2 separate regions of the Urocitellus parryii genome follow, and region 1 is linked to region 2. The links are chromatin contacts, called in public Hi-C maps. All regions are on one chromosome and are shown on one strand. The core of a region is the stretch at or near the end of the contact, and the rest is flanking DNA. Distances in the headings are between cores, read along the strand shown. Region 1 holds the start of Trappc9 (trafficking protein particle complex subunit 9). Region 2 holds the start of Ago2 (argonaute RISC catalytic component 2).

Region 1 (5,178 bases), core at 2,224-4,723, 150 kb before region 2:
TGTCTCAGTGGTTAGAGTGCTTGCCTAGCATGTTCAATCCAAAATAAAGGTATTGTATCCATCTACAATATCTACAATATTTTTTAAATGAATTAAAAATATGTATTTCAAATATTATACATAGGTCATGTGTTCAAACATTATATATTTGATGTTATATTTTTCAAAATTTTCAAGAGTTAAAAAAAGGAAGAAAGTCTAAATTCAAAGAGCTTATACTCTAGCATGCAACCAGCTGCTGCATGGAGAACCACAGTCCTCCTCTGCCCTGCGGCTCCTCCCACCGTACCCTCTCCAAGGAGCAAAAGTGAGGACTCACAAGTCACGTGTGCTGTAGATGCCGTTCTGCCTGAAGACAGGGGGACACTGGCATTCAACACGGGTCTGGTTAGGGGAGTGTTCAGTTCCTCTCCTCTGTAGAAAAATGAGAAAAATAGGAATGTATGCTCTTTTTTATAAAACTTAAGCAAACCTAATAAGTGCCTTGTGAACAATAACTATGACCATGATTTTTTTTTTTATACTGGGGATTGAACTCAGGGGCACTCGACCACTGACCCACATCCCCAGGCCTTTTTTGTATTTTATTTAGAGACAGGGTCTCTCTGAGTTGCTTAGTGCCTTGCCATTGCTGAGGCTGGCTTTGAACTTGTGATCCTCCTGCCTCAGCCTCCCCAGCCACTGGGATTACAGGCGTGCACCACTGTGCCCACCTTATGATCATCATTTCTTTTTAGGGTAACTTCTTTCTTTTTTGGTGTTAAAACATTCTTAGCAGCACACATCAGGGTATGCCTGTCATCCTAGCACTTGGAAGGCTGTGGTGGGGGGATCGCTTGAACCCGAGAGTTCAAGACCAGCATGGGCAACACAGCAAGACCATCTCAAAAAAAATAAAAATCTCATTTTTATGAAACGATGATGAGAGTACATAGTGGCTGCGTGTCTCTCTGTTATCCTATCTGAGCAAAAACAAAAACAAGCAACCCAATTATCAACCCTCTAACCTTTGGGATTTTACCTACAAACCAGGTCCTCTTCAGGGTCCCTTCCACTTGTAACTGGGCACAGAGAAACACAGGAGGGGACACACCCATGTCCTGGCACACCACCTCAGCAAAAGTTGTCCCTGAAGCTTCTTAGGACCACAGCAAACTTCCCATAAAAATCTGTCTCAGATTCAAACCATGCCTCTGACCCAAGAAGCAGGAGGTCTTAGAGAAGCTGAGAACAGGAAGTATACTAAAATTGTGGACAACTTTTCACACTTCAGACTTCACAACACCCCTGGGGTAGGTGCAAGTCACCTTCAGGCTCACATGGGAAGCCCAGCCTCATAGCCTGCTCTGGTCCTGCTCCACACTGGCAAACTGGAGCTCAGGCTCCAGCCCGGCCTCCCTACTGCCTCCTTCCAGGGGATCTAATGGAACATAGCCCAATACCAGGCAGACAATGTCCGGGACAAAGCTAGCGAAACTATGAAGACATCAAAATGGATTTGTTCAGCATGGTAGCTTCTCAAAGAGTGAAACAGAGTTGCTAGAAAACTATCATTCTATTCCCAGGTATGTACCCAAGAGATCTGAAAATGTGTCCCCGCAGGTCAAAACCTTGTACATAGCAGCAACATTCAAATTAGCCAAAGTGAGGAAACAAATCAGATGAGCATTGTGCCAAGCAGACACACAAAAGATGGTCTATCCATGCCATGGGATGTTTTTCAGCCACAGAAAAGCACAAAGTATTGACACTTGCTAAAACGTGGATGATTTATGCTGAAAGAAGCCAGACACAAACAACACGTATGGCACTAATATGAAACGGCCAGAACGTGCAAATCCATAGACACAAAACAAATCAGTGGCTGTGGGGAGTGGGGAGCAGGGGGATGAGAAAGGGCTGCAAACAGATGTGGAGCTTCTTTCTGGGATGATGGAAAATGTTCTGGAATGGTAGTGGTTGCGCAATGGTAAATATATTGAAAATATCTGGAAAATACACTTAAACAAGCAGGTTTTCTGCTAGGTAAAGGATTTATCAATAAAGTTGTCATTTTTTAAACATTTCCTGAGCCTGGCTGCATGCCTGTAATCTCAGATACTCAGGAGGCCAAGACAGGAGGATCACAACTTCTAGCAATTTAGCCAGACCATGTCTCAAAAATTTTTAAAACCAGTTGGGGATGTAGATTATAGTAAAGTGCTTGCCTGGCATGCCTGAGGTCCTGGGACCAATTCTCAACACTGGGGGGGGGGGGGGGGTCTTGACAATTATTTTTCCTTCTCCACTACTAGTCTACTCTGTAATTTTTAAAACATAACAAAATCTTGACAAATCTGTAGTACTGCAACATTCTTAGGTCTCCAACATGGTGAGGCTGGTGCTTCTGTTTCAAATATTAATAAAGCTAGCCCAGGAAGTAGCTACTGTGCTTTTTAGAAATGAGCAGTCACTGGTTTAAATGAGGGGGTGGGGTGGGTTTCAGTCATAGCCTCAAACCTCCAGCTCATTATGAAATGAACAGAGCCCTGCTTTCAGCATTTTAATTTCCCTCTCCACAAAAACATGTGAAGACAACACACTGCATCCTAATACCAGAAAACTTCCAGTTGAAAGGCTTTTATGGACGCATAAGGTGGTGCATGCTTGTAATCCCAGCTACTCTGGAGGCCAAGGCAAGAGGATGGCAAGTTCAAGGCCAGCCTCAACAATTTAGGAGAACCTGTCTCAAAGTGAGTGCAGCTGATTGGTAGAATGCCCCTGGGTTAAGTACCCAGTATCACAAAAAAGGGGGGATGGTGGCATTTACGTGGTCGGGAAGGTGAGCGGGCGGAGGGGACACTGACAGAGGCGATCACAGGCCAGCGCGGAGTGACACTTTCCTGCCCCACGGCTGCACCCGCACAAGCACAAGCGAGAGTTGCAGGGAGGGTTCGAGGCGCTCCTCCCGCAGCCGACTTCAGGAGCGCGGCGGGTCCCGGGGCGAGGGGCGTGTCGCCGCCCGCACCGGGAGCGCCAGCCCGAGGGCACCCAACGGAGGCGGCGGGCACCGCGCGGACCCGGCGCGCCCAGGCCCGGCCCAGCGGCAGGTGCGGCCCGGGACCGGACAGGTGCGGCCGGAGTCTGCCGCGGGCGTGGACACGGCCCGGGACAGGTGCGCGCAGGGCACACGGGCACCGGGGCCGCCAGCGGGGCCGATCGCAGCCGGGCGGGGCGGCGACCCGGGGCAGGTGGGCAGACCCGGCCGGGCAGGTGTGAGCTGGCCAGCCCCTCCGCGAGGCCACGGCGGCTGCGCGGCCGCCACACGCGCCCTCCCCGGGCCGGCCGACTCCCTGACCCGGAGCCCCCCGCTTCGCACTTACGCAGCCGGTGGCCCGGGCCGGAGCAGGAGCCAACGGCCTGACGGGCAGCGGGCCGAGCTGCCTCGGCGGCCGCTCCCCCGGCTCACGGCTGGCGCTTCCGACTGGGGCCGAGCGGCGCCCCTCTGCGCATGCGCAGATCCCGTCCTGCCGGCGCTCCGGCCCGGGTTTTCACACCGACGCGGGGAAGCGCGTGCGGTGGGCGGAGCTGGACCGGGAGGAGCGGGAGAGAGGGAGGGAAGGAGAGGGAGGAGGTGGAGGGAGGGAGAGACCTGGAGGAAGAAAGGAAGACTGGAGGGAGAGAAGCAGAAATGAAGAGCAGAGCTTTTGCTCCTGGGGCCGGGCACCCTGTCTCCCGGCCACTCACTAATCCCTCAGGAATAGTAGTAGAGGCCCCTGCAAAACCCCTAGTGACTGGCCTGAGGCTGAAGCTGGAGGATCGGATCGTGAGTTCTAAGCCAGCCTCAGCAAATGGAGGTGCTAAGCAACTCAGTGAGACCCTCTCTCTAAATAAAATACGAAATAGGGCCGGGGATGGGGGTCAGTGGCCGAGTGCCCCTGAGTTCAATCCCCAGTATCTGCCCCCAAATGAAAAAACCCTAGTGATAGGGGACAAAGAGACGTGATGGGCGGAAACATGAGGCCAAGGGAATCATTCTAAAACTGGGTCCCCTGTGCTGACCCCCACGTTTTCACTTTTAAAAAGCAATTTGCCTGCAGCCCTGCCTGTCTTAAGTCCCCAAGATATGTTACATTCCTCCCCAAACAATCTGTCATCTGCAGGAGAAAAGCAGGCCCGGGAAATGCAGTTAAGAGCACATGTTACCCAGGCAGCGAGGGAGTGGGGAGACACACTGTGACCCTTACACAGACCAGATTCCAGAACTCAGGGAGATGAGGATCACCCCCCTGATCGTGAAACCATTAAGAACAAGGTCCAATTAGAACTGGTCAGCCTGGGCCAAAGTGACCTAGAGTTGTCATGGTAGTGGGGACTTGAAAATCTGATGTCGTGGGCTGGGGATGTGGCTCAAGCGGTAGCGTACTCGCCTGGCATGCGTGCGGCCCGGGTTCGATCCTCAGCACCACATACCAACAAAGATGTTGTGTCCGCCGAGAACTAAAAACTAAAAATATATTAAAAAAAAAAAAAATCTGATGTCATCCTGCTGTCACTCAAAAGTCAAGAGGTGGACCTGGGCAGAACTCTAAAGACACTCTAGGACACTCCCCCCACCCAATAAAACCGGAGAGTAAGAGAGGTGGGCTGTCCCCTCTCTTGAGAGGACCCACTCTCTCCCTTGAGAGTGTCTTCCTTTCCCCTTTCCTGTCCTTTCTAATAAACTCATGCCTGCTACTCTTAGCAACATGTCTTGAAAATTTTTTTGGCATGATTACAAGAATCAGGGATTGAAGGGGGATCTTCATGCTGCCTCAGATTCCCAGAAAGCCCCAGCCTTATATGCTTTATGGCACTCAGGGGGTCTCAGTGCACAACTATCCTTTTCTCCTTTTGCAGAAAGACTAAGGGGTGTGTGGCAAGGGACTCTCTCGGGCATGTTTAATCTGCAGGGTGGTAGGGCCCAACTGCTAATGTCAGTCAGAGGTCAGAACATGAGCCTGAAGCCTGCTCATCCCCCACTTGGAGGACCCCAGCAATCAAATTCCATGACGGGTGCAGGGGACGTGTCAACTCCAGGGCCATAGCACCCAGCTTGCCAAATAGCAACAGAAGCCACCCAAAGGTGTAAATTGCTCTGGGTTTAAGACAAAGGAAAGAGGATTCACACACATAGCTTAGACTATGCACAGCACAGAA
Region 2 (4,696 bases), core at 1,786-4,285:
GTTTTAGGAGTCACAGCTCTTGCAGTTAGGGGAAGGAAGACTACAATGCAGAGCCATGCTACCATGCCTCCTGGCCCAGGTGGAGGCACTGCCATGGTAAACAGGCACCATCACTGGGAGAGCTGCTCGAATCCTTGCTGGGACAACTGGACAACTCGGAGTCACGGAGAAATGGGGTTTAGAGAGAATTAAGTGTACCAGAAATTACCAATGAAAGCCAGGTATTTTCAAAGTCAAGATCCTATTTAGACAACTCTCACTAGGAATTAGGTGTCACAGAGATTACTTTGTAGCAAACCCACAAGGGGTATAACATTAGGCAAAATCCTCAGAAAACCACCCCATTGGAGGAAATAATCCTTTAGATACTATTTAAGATCTTTAAATGGGCGGCAAGGTGGGTAGCATTCAGGTGGCACATGGGTGTATTCCCAGCCACCAAAGCAGGAGGATCAAGAGTTCCCAGTCAGCTGGGCAACCTACCAAGTCCCTCTCAAAATAAAAAATAAAGCCGGGCGTGGTGGCACATGCTGTAATCCCAGCAGCTCAAGAGGCAGACGCAGGAGGATTGTAAGTTCAAAGCCAGCCTCAGCAAAAGTGAGGGTGCTAAGCAATTCAGTGAGACCCTGTCTCTAAATAAAACACAAAATTGGGCTGGGAATGTGACTCAGTGGTCTAGTGTCCCTGAGTTTTTAATCCCCAGTACAAATTAATTAATTAATTGGAAAATATGTGGGACTGGGGATATAGCTCAGTGGTAGAGCACTTGCCTAATAGGCACAGGCCTCCAGCTTCAATCCCCAGTACTGGGGGGCCAGGGGAGCCCACAACTAATTGATTGATCTATGAAGTTTCAGGGTCAATGCAAAATCCACCTATCCTCACTCTTTTCAATAGTTCAGAAAAATTAAGAAACAGTAACATTCCTAACTTTGGAATCCAAATTTCAGTTTCACATAGGTAACAGTATTTTTTTGTAACAGGCATAATAATATAAACCTACTGTGAACTTTATTTTTAAAATTAATTTACAAGTTGCTTAGTAAGTCTATAACAATTGGAAGTAGCAGAACTATCTGTAACTTTTCTACAATTCAGATGCAATTAGGATTCTAAATTAGGAAACAAAATATTAGAAAGAGTCTCACTGAAGAGATTCTATTCCAAAAATTTCCTTTTAAACAAAATTAAAAGCTTGGGTAGAAAAAAAAAAAAAACTGAACCGCATAATTACAGCACGCTTGTACACCTGGAGCTTGGGCTCAATCCTGTCCAGCCATTAGCTAGGAATTATCCTGCAGACATTTATTTTCCCCATGAAAGCTGGCTAAAGGGTGTCCCCGCTAGGCCACCAAGCAGAAGCCCACAGCACAGAAGCCATCTTCAAGCAGTGTTCCATAGACAAGTCAACAGCCTGGCGCAGGTACACATAGCAAGCAGCCTCAATGCCACTTCCTGAAGTTCTCATTTCAGTTACAAGTACGCAGCATGGCCTAGTCTAGCCTAGACTTAACAGGTATTTTTTATTGTGGGTCAAGGTCAAAAGGGACTGAGAGCCACTTTCTGTAAGGAGGGTTCAGAAAATCAGCTCAGGAGTGGAGCCAGGCAGATTGTTCTAATGCTCCTGGCTCCATGACCTTGGCAGAGTTCTTAACCTCTCTGAGCCTCTGCTGCCTGCCTTCAAAATGAAGGCGCTCCACCAATTTCAACAAGCTGAACCATCAACACATAAAACAAGGCAGAAGCCTGACCTTCCTCAAGGTTCCTCACATTTTCTGGGCCTTCAACTTTAAAACTGATCATCTGAAAAAATGTACAGCTTCATGACTCACATCTGCTGGGTTCCTTTGTAACTCTGCTCTAGAAGATTCTCACATTACAGGGCAGGGGCTGCCCAGCCCACTTCACAGTTAGGGGGCTGACTGCCAGGATCTCCAGAGGCCAGCATTCGCCACAGGTCTGTGGCACCTTCTAGGTGCAGGTTAAACCATTCATCAGTCAAACTGTTGAGGGCCCCTGAGGGTTTAAAAGTTGGTCAGAGAGCCTGGGCTCAGCTAAGTGACATCAGGGGAAAAAAAAAAAAAAAAAAAAAGCTGCTCAGAATTCACAAAGCACAGAGCTAATTGTGTACAGACACAGCCGTGGGGCCACCATTTAGGGACCTGAGTGGATGGGGCAGGCTTCTAGACCTTACAATCTGGAGCAGGTCTGGAGAGACCGGGGACGTGAACCACCTAGCCGTGGACCAGGTGGACAGGCGGCAGGCTGGAGCGTGGCGGACAAAGGGGAGCAGGCAGTGCCCGGTCCAAGTGCCGGGAAATTTAGGAGCCACGTGCCTGGCGGGAGAAGGCAAAAAAGCCGTGGAGCACTTGACCGTTTTCTCGGCCCAGCAAGTAAACGGCCCCACTACTCTGCATTGGAAACGAAAAAGAAAAAAAATGTTTATGGGTTTAAGTTTTTTGGAACTTTTCCAAGGAGAGAGGCAGAGTAGTCGAGGGGTGCTGAGGACACCGACACGTCCCCCCACCTCTCCTAGCACCTCGTACGAGGCAATTAGCACTCGCACCAGCCGCGTGTCTGGAATGAGAATGAGCCGCGGCCCGGCCAGCGGGCGCCTCCCGGCCAGCCCCGGGCCCGGCCCCGCCAGGGGGGGGCCGCCTCCCACTCCCCTCCGAGCCGGGGCCTAGGAGGGGCGGCCCACAGAGCCGCCGGCGACGCCCGCCGCCCGCCGCCCGCCCGGGCCGCGACCCTCGGCCGGGCGGGCGGTGGGCGCCGGCCGGGCCTAGGCGCGCGGCCGCCGGGGCGCAGGCCCGAGCGCAGGACGCAGGCCGCGCGGGCCCGGGGCCGCGCCGAGCAGGCCGGACGGCGACGACGGAGGACCCCGGCCCCGCCCCGCCGGACCCCCGCCCGCCGCCCGCCGCCGCCGCGCGAGCACTCACCGGGGCCGGCTCCCGAGTACATGGTGGCGCCGCCGAGGGCTCCGGGGCCGAGGGCCGGCCGCCGCGCCACGGGCCCCGACGCCGCGAGCCGCGAGGGAGCCGCCGGCCGCACGATCCGCCCCGGCGCGGCCGCGTCGCCAAACAGGTTTACCCGACGCGGCCGGCGGCGGGCGGAGGCGGCGGGCGGGGGAGGGGCGGGGGCGGGGCGGCGGCGGGGGCGGGCGCGGGGCGGGGCCTGGGCGGGGCGGGGCCGGGCGCGCGGGGCGGGCGGGGCGGGCGCGGCGCGGCGGGCGGGGGCCTCGGCCGGGCGGTGGGGAGCCCGGGGCCGGCCTGACGCGGCGACCCGAGGCCCCGGGGGAGCGGGGGGCGGCGCGGCGGGACTCCGCCCGGGCCCCTGCGGGCGCGCCCGGGCCGCCGGGCGGGACCGTCCCTCGCCGCGTGGGGAGAGCTCTGCAGGCCGGAGCGGCGCTGGGTCCGCTGGCTGCCCGCGCAGCCGGCCCCAGCTCGCGGCCTGGCTCTTTAAGTTATTAACAAATGCGAAGCTTCTGCCGACCCGGAGCTTGAACTTGAGCGCAGCTCGGCCCTAGCACGCGACTACACTGCCACCTCCCGGCGCGTCCGAGCACCCAGATAATCCGCATAAAGCACTTAAAAAGTAGTCAGTCTTTGGTAAATTTTCACAGTTGTCAAGGATCAGATCAAATACCACTCCCTCTCCCCGGTCAGAGCATCCAAACACACTCTCTTTGCCCTGCGGACCTCATGGACCTCCCTCATACTCCTTTTGGGCATTTCTGTACCTTCCCCAATTGCTGGCTTCCGTTTTTCCTCCAACCCAAATACTCTTGGTCCTTCATTTGCCTCTGAGTCCAGCAGAAGCCGGACAGTGGTTTCCTGTTTTCTCCCCTAATTGGTGATTAGAAGACAGAAGGGGAAATAAAACCCAGACTGGCTCATCATCTTTCAACATCCGTGCCAACCCCTTCCCTTGTCCTGTAAACAGGTGTTATCAGCTTGTGGGGTGCAATGCCCAGTGTTGAGGATCCAGGTCAAAAGATAAACAGGTGTCCTGCTTGCCAAGAGGTCAAGTAGGTTTGTTAGTTACTTGCAGTCCTCAAGGAAGGCCCAAAGTTAGTGCAGGGAAAGTACCACTCTCCTCCAGGTAAACGGAAAAGGGGGACCTAAGTCTTCACAGTGGATGATACTAATGGATCATCATAGCGATAGGTGGTGGCCTATGGTCCCAGCTGCACAGGAGGCTGAGGTGGGAGGATCTCTTGAGCCCAAGAGATGAGACCCGCCTGGGCACCACAGGGAGACCCCACCTCAAACAAACAACAGCAACCACAAAAAGCATCATGATAAAAATGGGTTTCTGTGCTTCAAGAATCTTGGATGGGATGCAGTGCTGCTCACACAGCCAGGACTGAACACTGCTGGGGTTCCTGGGTACCCACTAGCAGTACAATGAGAAATCAAGCCTCTGCTAGAATGGAATCCAGCTATTAAAGAGAACCCACTGCAGCACATACAGCGACACAGATGAGTCTCAGCACACTGAGGCTGTAGGCATTCTGCCCGGCTCCATTCATAAAGTTCTAATAACCCTTAAGTTAAACTACATTGTTTAATGTGTTATTAAATTTTAAAAATCCACAGAAAAACAAGACAGATATCTGTAAGCGTCAGAATGATGGGCAGAGCTGATATGGTGCACAGCCCTGGGCCTCTTGGGTTTCAAGCCTGTTCCTACCAGC

Evidence for each region. A called contact is a pair of places that touch in the nucleus more often than the background predicts.
Region 1: a contact with region 2 is called in a Hi-C map of muscle, with 8 times the contacts expected there. The contact joins the promoter of Trappc9 here to the promoter of Ago2 in region 2. A contact is called at or near these places in 2 of 2 Hi-C or Micro-C datasets (liver and muscle).

Annotation. Positions count from the first base shown.
Region 1 is chr7:3,414,403-3,419,580 of mUroPar1.hap1, reverse strand. It overlaps Trappc9 (trafficking protein particle complex subunit 9), which reads right to left and starts at 3,473. Exons shown (of 24, transcript XM_077800373.1): 1 at 3,363-3,473; 2 at 320-414.
Region 2 is chr7:3,261,806-3,266,501 of mUroPar1.hap1, reverse strand. Ago2 (argonaute RISC catalytic component 2) reads right to left here and starts at 3,035. Exons shown (of 19, transcript XM_026403026.2): 1 at 2,940-3,035. The coding sequence starts at 2,961.